Linked DNA regions of Mus musculus: all the other regions are linked to region 1. A link is a contact called in public HiChIP or PLAC-seq data. All regions are on one chromosome and are shown on one strand. The core of a region is the stretch at or near the end of the contact, and the rest is flanking DNA. Distances in the headings are between cores, read along the strand shown.

The links. HiChIP or PLAC-seq counts read pairs in DNA pulled down with a chosen protein or histone mark.
Region 2: a contact with region 1 is called in an H3K27ac HiChIP or PLAC-seq map of neural progenitor cells, with 26 times the contacts expected there. The contact joins two enhancer-like sites. A contact is called at or near these places in 3 of 484 Hi-C or Micro-C datasets (bone marrow-derived macrophages, cerebral cortex and stem cell-derived neural progenitor cells), 9 of 115 datasets of contacts at active chromatin or transcription factors (acute myeloid leukemia, astrocytes, embryonic basal ganglia and 5 more) and 1 of 9 other capture datasets (embryonic stem cells).
Region 3: an H3K27ac HiChIP or PLAC-seq map of neural progenitor cells shows a contact between it and region 1, with 16 times the contacts expected there. The contact joins the promoter of Slc7a11 here to the enhancer-like site in region 1. A contact is called at or near these places in 7 of 39 promoter capture datasets (the HPC-7 cell line, cranial neural crest, embryonic stem cells and 4 more), 10 of 484 Hi-C or Micro-C datasets (the BV-2 cell line, astrocytes, bone marrow-derived macrophages and 6 more), 17 of 115 datasets of contacts at active chromatin or transcription factors (the SCID.adh cell line, acute myeloid leukemia, bone marrow-derived dendritic cells and 9 more) and 3 of 9 other capture datasets (embryonic stem cells, macrophages and pancreatic islet).

Annotation. Positions count from the first base shown.
Region 1 is chr3:50,880,840-50,884,885 of GRCm38.p6, forward strand. Gm37548 (a long non-coding RNA gene) reads right to left here. Exons shown (of 2, transcript XR_003954473.1): 2 at 2,398-4,046. Among named protein-coding and RNA genes, the nearest start is that of Gm37548, 6.0 kb to the right of the region's middle. Within about 2 kb of position 1,737, at least 48 of the 459 cell types and tissues checked have an H3K27ac peak or open chromatin away from gene starts, as enhancers often do. A contact at or near this core is called in cerebral cortex, embryonic basal ganglia, forebrain and 5 more, where this site is marked.
Region 2 is chr3:50,419,805-50,423,850 of GRCm38.p6, forward strand. The region is part of intron 5 of Slc7a11 (solute carrier family 7 (cationic amino acid transporter, y+ system), member 11); the gene reads right to left. Among named protein-coding and RNA genes, the nearest start is that of Slc7a11, 22 kb to the right of the region's middle. Within about 2 kb of position 2,342, at least 40 of the 459 cell types and tissues checked have an H3K27ac peak or open chromatin away from gene starts, as enhancers often do. A contact at or near this core is called in embryonic basal ganglia, neural progenitor cells, oligodendrocyte precursor cells and 1 more, where this site is marked.
Region 3 is chr3:50,441,506-50,445,551 of GRCm38.p6, forward strand. It overlaps Slc7a11 (solute carrier family 7 (cationic amino acid transporter, y+ system), member 11), which reads right to left and starts at 2,108. Exons shown (of 12, transcript NM_011990.2): 1 at 1,480-2,108. The coding sequence starts at 1,756.

The sequences.
Region 1 (4,046 bases), core at 487-2,986:
CTTTATGATTCTCATGACATGTTTATGGCTAAGTCTGGTCCCTCTCCACAGCTAAATTCCAAACATCGTGTAATATTCTTGAACTCGGAGGCATTATCCTCTCTTCTTATGACCCAGAGCTGCCTAGAGTTGATTGGCACTGTGTCAGGACAGACAATAAGGGATTAGGACAGGTGTGATTGTTTGGAGTGGTAGAACGAGAGAAGCCTGGCCTAGGTCCTAGCATTATCTGGATAGACAGATTCACAGCTCTGGGGGGGGGGGGGTTGGGGTAACAATCTGGAACCTTCCACATGATCCTGCGGTGTCATTTCCACATGAACCACAAGTTTAATAAGAGGAAATCACCGAGATTCCAAAATGCCACCCCAAATGACTTCTGCTGTTGCTGTTGTTTTGTTTGCTGGTTGACAATTTTGTTTTGTTTTTTCATGAATTAACCAAGCTTTGTCATGTCTAATATGCAAAACAAAAACAAACAAACAAGCAGAAACCACGCCTCTTGTCTGCTCGCTATAGGAGCTGTCCCATTTCGGTTATAGAAAGGCCACTGCTGCTGCTGCGGGTACACTTGCTGAATCTCTTTCCTCTGTTAAGGAACCATGCCTGGAACACAGGGTATCATATTCTGAACAAGTTCCACGTCCTTCCTGCCTCCAGGAAACCTCACAGTTGGAGCCTTGTCCTCCCTGGTGAGAGGTCATAGAAATGCTCTCCATTAATTATGGATGAAGATTCCCAGTGAGAGGTGAGCCAATAGCCAGACACAGAGACACTGTCCCAGACCCCAACCCTCTAGGGAGCAGAGACACTGAGGGAGACACTTATGACTGTCCTCCATTTTCTACCCAGTCACACACCCCACAGGGGGTGTGAATAAGGGAAAAGAAAGATCAAAGAGCAAAAGCTAACACCACAGGAGAAGGCAGAGAGAGTGGAAACATGGATAAAAGAGAGGGGAGGGCAAAGGAGAATGAAGGAGCTGAGAAGCAGGGGGCAGGCGGGAGGAGACAGAGTAGCAGAGATGGGGACCTTAATGAGGTGGCTGGGCCTCCGGTTCCTTTTCTCTCCTTGATATTTAACCGCCTTCCTAACTGAAGTGGGTGGGGCGGTGCTGGGGTAAGCCAGCTGCTGCCGTGCCACTGCCTCTGGACCGCTGGGTTCTGGTCTTCCTGGACCCTCACTGTGCCCTACACTGAAGTGTGGGAATGCCTCTGAAGTGTGGGGAACTTGAAAGTATCCACTGGTAGACAGCTCAGCTCTTCCAACAAAATCCATTTCCGTCAAATTATCACTAGTGGCAGTGATAGAAAAATTAATGATTTCTTGAAGGGACTATTGTATTTAAATATTTCAAGCCTGTTGGTGTGATGTGTGTCAGCGAGAGAGAAACATATTGACTGGGAGCCACAGCTAATGCTGGCTTTTATAAATATCCTGTCAGATAAATAATGGCTCTCAATGGATCCGGTATGATGTACGGTTCTAAAGCAAGCAGGGTTTTGCCAAGAGGCTCAAAGGAGACTGCCATGACAATGGCATAAGCTGAATAATGGGATTTTTTTTCGTTTATCTTCTGTACCAGAGAAAGAAGCGGTAGAGAGGTTTGCTCGGTGGGCACCAAGGACAGAGTAGATTGATTCTTCAGATTTCACAAAGGATCCAAACTTCTGAGGCTTCTACTGAAAGCCTCCCGCATACCAAACAGCAATCCCTATTTGCATTTGAATCCGTCCATCCAGCAGGCTGGCCAAACCCAGGCACCCCAGGATTACCCTGCTGCCACAGGGAACAGCTCCTCTTGGCTCACAGGAGAAAAATCAAGAGCCTACAAGTGCCAATCGGGATCAATCACTGTCTGAGCAGTGTAGACTATCCAACCTTATATTCTATCATCCCCCTCCCTCCCCTAACTGTCCCTTCATGTCACAGGGAATGGAAACCTGATTAGGAAAAGTGAACGCTCTCAGTTTGCTTCCTATGAAGAAGAACCAGTATTAACTGAAGGGAGGGATGAAGGAGAGGTTTAAATTGCTAAGTAGATACTGTTCTCTGTGGATTCTGTGTGTTCTTCTCCATGGATCCCAATATCCACAGACAGATGAAGACTGTCAATAAACACTGGCATGGCCACGATTCATCCTCAAAACACGTTAGCTGCCAAGAAGTTGCAGAGTTCCAAATTCCCAAGCACCTGATTCAAAAGGAGACAGTTAAATTGGACTCTTCCAACCTACTCCGGTTTAACACTACCTTCTCCTAAGGCAATTAAGACTCTCTGTGCTCAAGCAGATAAACAGAGTTGAAAATTAATTAGAACGTGAAAAAGATGAGGATATGAGGATGAGCTAAGGGGGGAAAAACAAACCATGTTGATCAGCAATAATTCAAAAGAAGTCATCTTAACTGAAGTCAATTTATTAATAGGTTAACGTGACATAGAACTCTCAAAAATACAAGTTCAGGGATAGCAATATAGCTCAGTGATCGAGGTACTACCAGATATGTAAATACCTTGGCCACCAACACTATATATATGTGTGTGTGTATACATATATATGTGTATGTGTTTGTGTGTATATGTGTGTGTGTGTATATACACAAGAGCAGATACACACACACACATGTATGTATAATGTTTAAATCAAACTTGTTCTTATATAACCACTATCCTACCTGTCCTTAGACACATGAGGCCCCTACATGTTCCTGCTAGGACTCCATCTGGGATAAAGTGTAGGGAAAAGAAATTACAACTCATCTGCATGGTTCTTCGGTTTTTGCTTGGATGAGAATGGAGACACATTTTTCCCACCTCCCCAAACACCATGGCTATTTGTTTACACAGTAACTTTAGCTTTGTCACATAACTATAAATAAATATTACTTAATGACAGGGCACATTCTAAGAGACAATTCATCATCCAATGATATTGTTGCAGTATAAGTATTCAGAGGATATTGACACAAACTACACATATTCAAATGGTAGAACCTATGATACACCTGAACTATATGGAATATACAGTCTGCCATTGATCAAACCATCATTTCAGTGCTCCAGTATGTTTATATGTACGCCACTGTCTATAAGTGGACTCTGTTAAAAATCAAGCCTTCCAGAGACACAGAAAGCCACACCATATCTTGTGCCAAGTAGAGTCACACTGGGGACCTGACGACTTGACTTTTCTATCACATAAATGCTTTATCAGGATAAAGCTTGGCTCTCTATCATAGGAAACAATGACAGCCTCCAAAGAAAAACATGATAGATGTGTAACCTCCCTTGGTCTCATATACTTTTTAACTTTCTATTGATTCTTTGTGACTTTCCCATCATGCACTCCGGTCCCACTCATCTCCCTACCCCCTCATATCCACCCTCCACCCTTGCAACCTCCCTCCCAAAGAAAATAAAAGCACACAAGCAAATAAACAAAACAAACATCAGAGAATACATTTTGTTGTGGAAGCTGTTGTGTGTCACAATGTGTCCCACAGGATATCCCGCTGTCCATACATCTTCACTTGCAAATCTTCATTGCAATGAGTCATTGATCTGGTTCGAGATTGCTGGCTTCTGTAACACCTTCAGTACTGGATCCTCACTGGAACTCTTCCTGGTTATCCTATTGTTGCCCTGTGTCTCAGAGATCCTGCAGCTTTGGATCAGCCGGGCACACCCTATCATGTGTTCCAACAGTTCACAGATGATGTAGATCTTGGAGTGGGCTGACTCAAAGCTCTGGGTCTGGGCCTGTGTGGTACCTGAGCTGATCTGCCTCCTGGCTCTCCCGCATCTGTAGCATTAGGGCTAGCACTCCTGCCCTGTTCTGGTGGCCACCCAATGTTGCCATTAGCAAGAGGCAGGGCCAGCACTCATGCCCTTGGGATTGGCTCACCTACACCTCCAGAGTCAGCACCATTGTGCTGCCCAGTGAGATGTAAGGACAGTTCCTCAGTGTGCAGAAACCAGTGAGAGGTGGGGCCAGTTCTGCCCAAACCTTGGGCATCATGTAGTGCCCAGACCAGGGACTTCCCTA
Region 2 (4,046 bases), core at 1,092-3,591, 460 kb before region 1:
GAAAAAATGCAATAGCGATAAGTGTGATATAAAAAGTGCACACATACACGCACATAACTAATGATGTGTTTTAACAACTAGAAAGTTAAAAAAATTAAAAACAGCAGTTGTTGTTACTCTAGGAGAATGCATATAACATTGTTATTCTAGGAGATGAAACTGTCGATGTGACCCTTACTGTGCACATGCTCCATTTTTCAGTATTTAACGCAAGACTGGCTGGCAGAATTATAAGGGTGGATTATAAATGAGCTACTCCTCCCTGCTCTGAGTATATCAGGGATAGTGCTGTGGAATGTACTATTTGTGACTGATTTGACATGTTTGTTATAAGCCTGAGGCAACAGGCAGTATGCAAACCAAATGAAATAAATAAGCAAACATATAAGTAACACCCCAAACTGAATAAACCATATGAATTAAGGAATATGCCAGGTTTTGTGTGTCAGAGATAGCCAGTTGCTTCTTAATAGTTGATGAACTGGTCTTTCTCAACAGCCCTAATGCAAGAAGGGAACTGTCTGTAGAAAGAATATGACTTCAAGTATTTTCTCATGTCCCTAAAGAATACAGGAAAGGATAGTGCCTGGGTACAGTTTGGGGAGAAGAGGATGAAAATGGATCATTTCAGTGCAAAAGTTCACCCACTGTAGGAAATACATCTTGATGCCTGTCCAGTCTCTAGTAAGTAGGCCCACTGTATTCTCTCTCCCCTGGCTTAGTCCTCAAGGTCCCTGGTAACTGCTCACGAGGTCTATTGTCCAACGTTCTCTATGACTCTGCATAAGTATGATGGTTGGCCCTGCACTGTAATTGCCAACCTTGTACATGACTTTTCAAAGGAAACAGATTCTTTAGGTGAGTTGAAACAAAGGCGTACAATAATCCTGGCTGATGCTTCAGGGAGACGAAATCCATTGAGGATCCGATTAAAGAGGGCGACAAAAGACACTGAAAACCAATTTTCTATCACACAGTGAAAAGAGAGGGAAAAAAAAATCTCAACACGCTATGCTTAGCTTTGGACCCAGAGATAGGACTGAAATTGGTTGACTCCCCAAGGCCACAGGCTGACTGGCAGATGGATTCCTCTGAATACGGACATTGGCAATAATATTAAAGTTGTGCTCGCCTGACTCTGTGACCTGACTGAGTTAATGACTTCTTTTCCCCTAATCATGTTTCTGTGGAGGGGGTTTTCATCATTCTGGATAGGTTCTGTGCTCCTCAGAGCCAAGACTTTACTCCATCCAGGATCCCCGAGGGTTGGTAGAATCTTTTTCCTATTCTGCCTTGCAGCTGGAGGTGACTGCTCTAACAGCAAGGTATCCAAGACAACAGTTGGCTAACATGCTACCTGTCTAAACAGTTAGCAGTCTGGCTAGAAATTTCTCATCATAACTGACTTGCTTTTCTCTCATTACAATGTCTACACATATTTTTAGTCAAATATTGTTCTACAGCAATAAAAGGAGTGGTAACCACTTAACATCCCGATTTACATCTGCAAGCCAGTTTTGCAATCATATGGTAAAAGATGGAGAATTCAGGCAGCAAAGGTTGTTCTTATCATGCCTCTGTCTATGAAACTCAGTTTAGACTCCCCTTGGATCCTTTTCCATGGAAATATCTGCACCTCTGCATTGCTAAGCCTACAGGCTCTTCCTTCTTATTCTGATTCTATTCTTTTTTTCTTCTAAGACTGAGAGCCATAAATTAACAACCAGGTCCTCTCCCCTCTTCACACAGCAGCACTGAGCCAGCAAACAAACCATTACAGCTAAATACTTCCTTATTATCCTTAAGCTAAGCCATTTGGGTCCGATAGCATCCTCATTTAAAATCCTAGATTTACTTCCCAACACTGCGACTGAACCCCCAAGAACACAAAGAAACTGATGGTTCCTGGCTCTCCAAACTGTGGTCGAAACACAAGGACTGTGTAGACAAAAGTATAAATAAAGTTTTCTGTAAACTTCTATTACCGTTGGAAGTGATTGCACTTTGGACTTGGCATGGGTGAAATGCAATATTAATAAGAAGCCAAGATGAAAAGAGTCTTTATCCACAAAAAAAAAAAAAAAATCCACAGAAGAAAATTGGCTATACACGAAGCAGGTGACCTGAATATCCAGTGCTGGGAGGTGGAGGAGTGGGGGTAGAAATGTTTTAAGATTCTGTGGGAACAAATGCAGGGTGCTCACAGGCAAAAGAGACTCCATTGAACAGAATTAATCAAATCTGCCGTGTGAAGATCACCATGCTCCACATTCTTGAAAGAGTATAACAGGCTCCCAGCACCCAGCAGGAGCTGAAAGCGCTTGTCCCCTCCCCTGCTTTGCTCTGGGGCTCCCAAGGACCCTCACAGTGGCTTGGCTGCTGCCCCAGGGCATGGAGCCCTGATCCAGGCTCAATAGACATAGAAGAGTTGATTCTGCTTCTAACACTGTGATCACACTCGCTTCTTTTCTCTCCTTAGCACTGCATTGTGCTTTGGACAAAAGTGAAAAGACTTCAAAAACACTGAGATTCAAAACTGAAAGCATGCATACAAATGGCTGCAAAATGTCTTCTATGGGGATACAAATATTATATGCTGATCTTATGTTGTAACCTAACAGCCTTCAAACATTTTTTGCTTCAAAACTATGCTAAGCCCACGTGGCTGGGCTCTGTGGAGTTTCTTCTAATGTCATATTTTCACAATTTGTGAGATTAATAGGGTACATACTGCTTATTTTTAATGCATTTTATAATATCTGGAAGGTAATACAAAATAATGAAGGGGGAGAAAATTTTATTTGTGTTGTAAATATTTACATAACTCTTGAGATAGCAACGTTTCTTGCTGGCATTCTTCAGGCTCACACAGGGTTATCACAGCTTTAATTACTGGTTTTATTAAGATGCGAAAAGAGCTACTACACATTATTTGCTCCAAAACAATGAAAATTAATCTTTCTGAAATGATTCTGATGTTATATCTAGTGGGCTTTCAGGATATAGTAGTTTCAACTACAGCTTAAAAGGTCAATAAGTAGTTACAGAAAGTTTCTCTCTGATATTTGATTACTGTGACTCATGCTCCTCAACAAAATACTACTATATCACTACAGGAGGATCACAGGCAGACAGGCACAAGGGACAAAGAGTTACTTCTGGTATCATAGTGCCAATTATATTTGCTACCCATTTTTTTGTTTTCAACTGCTGAAAACATCTTAATGAAACAAATAAAGGGCGAGACTATGTTGCATACGACTTGACCACTTAACTTTTATTATTGTGATTTCTCCTTTCCTAGCTTAATCATATGGGCCATATTAATCTCCTGAGACCATCTCACTTCTTCCTATGAATTGTTTCTTCCTCATGACCGAGTAGAAAACAATCATCAACTTCTATTTATGAATCTCTTTAGTACTCTACCACAAAGGCTGTCTGACAGGTAAGTACTAATCCACGTACCCTATGGTACTTACTATACTGTTCCCACTGATGAGTAGCGAAAAGTAATTTATAATGACCATTAAACCCCAGCATTTGTTTGTTCATTCTTATGACACTGGACTAAGTCTAATAGCATCCTTAACTATTTGAGGGCCTCAGATATTGATGCCATAAGCTTCAGGCTTTGCCACACTGAAGGAAACGGAAAGAATTTCTTTCTGTTATCCTTCCATCTCTCCTTCATGCTTCTCTTTCTTCTCTTCCGAGGTAAGCTGCAGAAACTAGAACCTGTCTTCCCCTAAGTGGCTCATAGAAGCCAGAAGTGATCTCCAGCAAAGCCAACAGAACAACCTAGAAATATATCTCCCACATTCTCTGCCTTCTTGTGGAAGGTAGCTGCACAGTTCTCTGCTATACCTTGTCTCACAATACATCATGAGATTCTCAGGTGAGAGAGGATCTATCCTATTGCCAGGAGGAAGAAACGTTACACAGAGAAACCAAGGGGAGTCCAAGTAGACAGAGCTCACTTAGTTTCCTCCAGTCTATTTCTGATGCATTATGCTCTTTGGCAGGAAAAATAAATTTATTAGCTT
Region 3 (4,046 bases), core at 858-3,357, 440 kb before region 1:
CATATGTCAGAACCACTTTAATATTAATAATGATAAGGATTCTGTTCGAGTTTTTAATAACTGTAAAGAATGAAGAAAAGGGACAGCTGTCACCAAACATCTCATAAAGCATAATCTATTCACACAAATGATGTTCCCAAGTTCTCTAGGTTCGTAAAGTAATCTCTTCATAGATCTTTCTATAGCAAGACTGCTTTCAAGATTATTTGAAATGCCCCCTTCCTAAAAACAGATATGTGAGTTCTCTAGGCAGGAAACTTTCCCTCAATCAGTATTTAAAGTATCACAAGACCTGGAATGAAAGAAGGAATGGAACAAGAGTTTGCACTTGGTCCCAGAAGAACTTGGTTCCAGGTTAACAAAGTAACTCCCAAGTGTAGGCTACTTTGGAACCAAAGTATTGCCTGGTAATATAAGTCAAATTTTAAAATAATTGGCCATTCCCAGGTTCTTGTGGCCTTTACAATGAACTTGAAAGGAGTTTTATGTTGATTTGCCCTCCTGATCAAGGAGCAATTATTTCCTTTGCAATATTAACCCTCAATCCCATCAGAGAAACGTACATTTTAAAGAGAAAAAAATAATAAGCACAGTAATACCAGTTCAGGTTAGATGAACTTCATTGAATGGGCAGAGAAAGTATCTGTTTCCCCAGAGACCTAGTAAAATACAGATGAAGAAAACAGATCCAGGCAAGGAGGGAAGACTGACACCCAAGTGAAGCTTGCAAACAAATAACGAGAAATTATGAGAAATGTCCTTAAAGGCAGTAAGAAGGAAAAAGAAAAAAAAAAAAAACAAGGGGAAAAAAGTTGAAACCTTTGCCCCATTTATGGAGACGGAGGAGACACATCAAACACATATCTTCCCAAGGACTTCTGAAAGCATAGTATTAGAAACGGACAAGCCTACGAATTTAAAATATTAAAAAAGGCAGAGAATGCCACCCATTTGTTTAGCAAGTAAAAGGCCCGTGACAGTGTTCCGAACGTTCAGTTCCGCGTGTAAATAGGCCACACTGGCTGCACCGCACAGGTGTTTCTTCCAGCGAGCCAGCTGCCAGAACTATGCTCTAAACAAGACTCACAAACCCAAGCCCTCTGCACGGAAGGAAGGCTTGGTTTTTTGGGTCATCAAAGTTAGGTTTTTTTTGTTTTTTGTTTTTTTGTTTTTTGTTTTTTTTTTTTTTTTTCCTTCTCTCAGCAAACCAGAAAAAAAAAAAAAAAAAGCTGCCAGAGTCTGTCTCAGGCAGGAAAGCAGAGTATAGCCTGCAGGAAGGAATCTGAGAGGGTTCAGTCTTGTGCCAACAGTGGACAGTGTGTTTGGGTAGTGCACATACCTGAACAACAACAACAACAAAAATTCCAAATATTTCCTGTAGTATTTGCCCATTCATTTACTCCTCAGAAATAACCCTTCGCTCTCCCAGAGAGCCACACAGCTACACACACTCACACCCCAGAGAAGAAGCGCACTCACCAAAAAGTGACAGTACTCCACAGGCAGACCAGAAAACCAGGGACATGCCCACGCTGCCCGTGTTCTGGAGTATGCCCTTGGGGGAGATGAAGATGCCTGATCCGATGACGGTGCCGATGATGATGGAGACCCCCCTCAGCAAAGTGATCTTCTTTTTCAGAACTACCTTCTCCTGCCCAGGTGGCTCTTGGTCCCCCATGGAGGGCAGCCTCCCGCTCATATTGCCCTGCAGGTAACCTCCTTTGGAGATGGTGGCCACAACTGGCTTTCTGACCATGGCAGTGTCACACCAGAGGAGGGGGATGAAAAAGAAAACAGAGGGGGAAAAACAAAACAAGACAAAATAAAACAAAACAAAACAAACCCTTTTAACTTGTTTCTCTAAGAAGTGACTGATCACTGTTCGGTCGTGACTTCCCCTTTGCTATCACCGACTGGCTCTACACTATTGTGTCCACAGGTGAGAACTCAGAGGTGTGTTTCAGCCTTCGCTGGCTCTATAATTACTCCTCTTGCTCCTCGGAGCACCTGTGTGGCACCGGCTCCAGGGGCAGTCAGTTAGCTGCAGCCGCGGCTGCTGCCCTATCATTACACACCAGCTCAGCTTCCTCGTGGAAGGCTCCGTATTTAAGCAACCGCCTGTCACACCAACTTACTGGGCTGCATGATGATGCAAATTCTCCAGGTTTGCATCAGCCACATGAGAAAACTCCAGCTTGAGAAAGCGCCAACATTACTCAGCTCTTTTTTTTTTTTTTTTTTTTTAACAGTAGCCTGTGGGTTGCTCAATGGATCCAAAGCATTTCCCAGAACAAAGCATACTCTTAAAGAGGGGCTTAGCCAATCCAGAAGAAGTAAACAGGGAACCAGGGAATAGACACTGTCCCGGTGACTTTAAGCAGCTCCGCTCTCAGAGAGAGAAAAGAAGTTGGAAAATGAAACAGAAAACAATTACTTCGTTTTAAGGAGTTGCTTCTTAACTTTAAGGCGCGCATAAAAAATGTTGTATTCACAGCTGTTTTGACAATGGAAAGTGCCTTAGGGCTGCTCTGTTTGCAACAGCAAAGTTTATACTTCATAATTTGTATTCTCCTTACTTCCCCGGGTGTTTCCTAGCAACACTGTCAAATCTAATATTTACAAAGTCAGAAAGTTTCTGCACACGAGAGCCGTGGCTACATACAGCTCCGCATGAACAGACACAATTATTTCTTAAGACCTGTAATACAAGGGTGTTTAAGATCACCACCTAAGTTTGAGAAGTTGAAAGATCATAGTGACTGCAGAAAACAGTCTTTTTCTGATTCTTGTCAGCACAGCGTGATTTCCTGAACTAGGTAGAAGGACTCGGTCTTCATTTGCATGTTGCTCCATCGAATTAAAAAGACTCCTCTTTGAATCTTAGGCAATACTTATAATTGCATGAAGACACGCACAGAGCAAGAGCTTGAGAAGGGAGTCCCATTATAATAGTTGGAGAAAGGAAGGAGATGACAGGGCATATTTTTTGGATCTATAAGCTATTCTGATTATAATTTGAAATGTATTACAATCAACAGGTACTAACTTTTAGTTAGCTCAAAGCCGGAAATTTTCGGTGACTGTAACAGAGTGTACAAGTCCATTTCAGAAAGCTAAAAGAATGTGTTTTTTACATAAAGAAATAATGACATCTTAAGGAGATAGAAGTGTTTACTCTGAGCATTCTACAATGGGCACATGTGCTGAAACTTTACACCCTATTCACATACACAGCTTTCATCTTTGTCAGTTAAAAAGAAATTTAAACATATAAAAGTACATTAAAACTTCAAAGTGGGGTTAAAATATTTACATTGAAAAAATTTCTTTTTTTTTAAAAAATTAAACACAAACTTGAAACGTTTTGCTTCTAATCAAGTGTCTTATGTGTAAAATAAAAATAAAAATAAAAAATTACCAAAAGAAAATAAAGCATCTCAGCTATCAGTCTCGGCACCAGGTCCCTGTGGTTTGAATTTAATGAGAAGAATCCCAATGCCATCATTATCCTGAAGCTGTGTTCAGACCCATGATTAAATATGCTTTTGAATCTCGGAATAAAAACAACCAACAGAAAATCTCCGTGGAAGCAAGGTTGGCTGGAGGGGGAGGGGAAAGGGGTAAGGGGAAGGGGTGAAGGATGGGGGGGATGATGGAGGCAGGAAATAACCTGGAAAGGAATCGTGGAAAATGTCAGAGCCTTTCTGCTAGGTCCTTATCTGAGAAAATGCCATGACATAATTGCCTTATCACACGAATAACCGAGGTCACATGACTTCCCTTTTACATGACCTACCCACCTTCTGTGTAATTTGCTTTGGATCTACAAATTATCATTTTTATAAAGCCCAAATTAATACTTTTTTTCAGCGTTTTTATTCCAAAAAAATAATAAATGGGGAAAGTTCCTTACTCAATCCTGTACAGATTCCTCAACAGGAAATCGGAGGACTTCTCCACCGCCTGCCCGCCCTGTTCCATCTCTCCTGTTCTTGCTCAAATGTCCTCTCACATAATTCTCCTGATTAATGAGCATGAGGGACTCT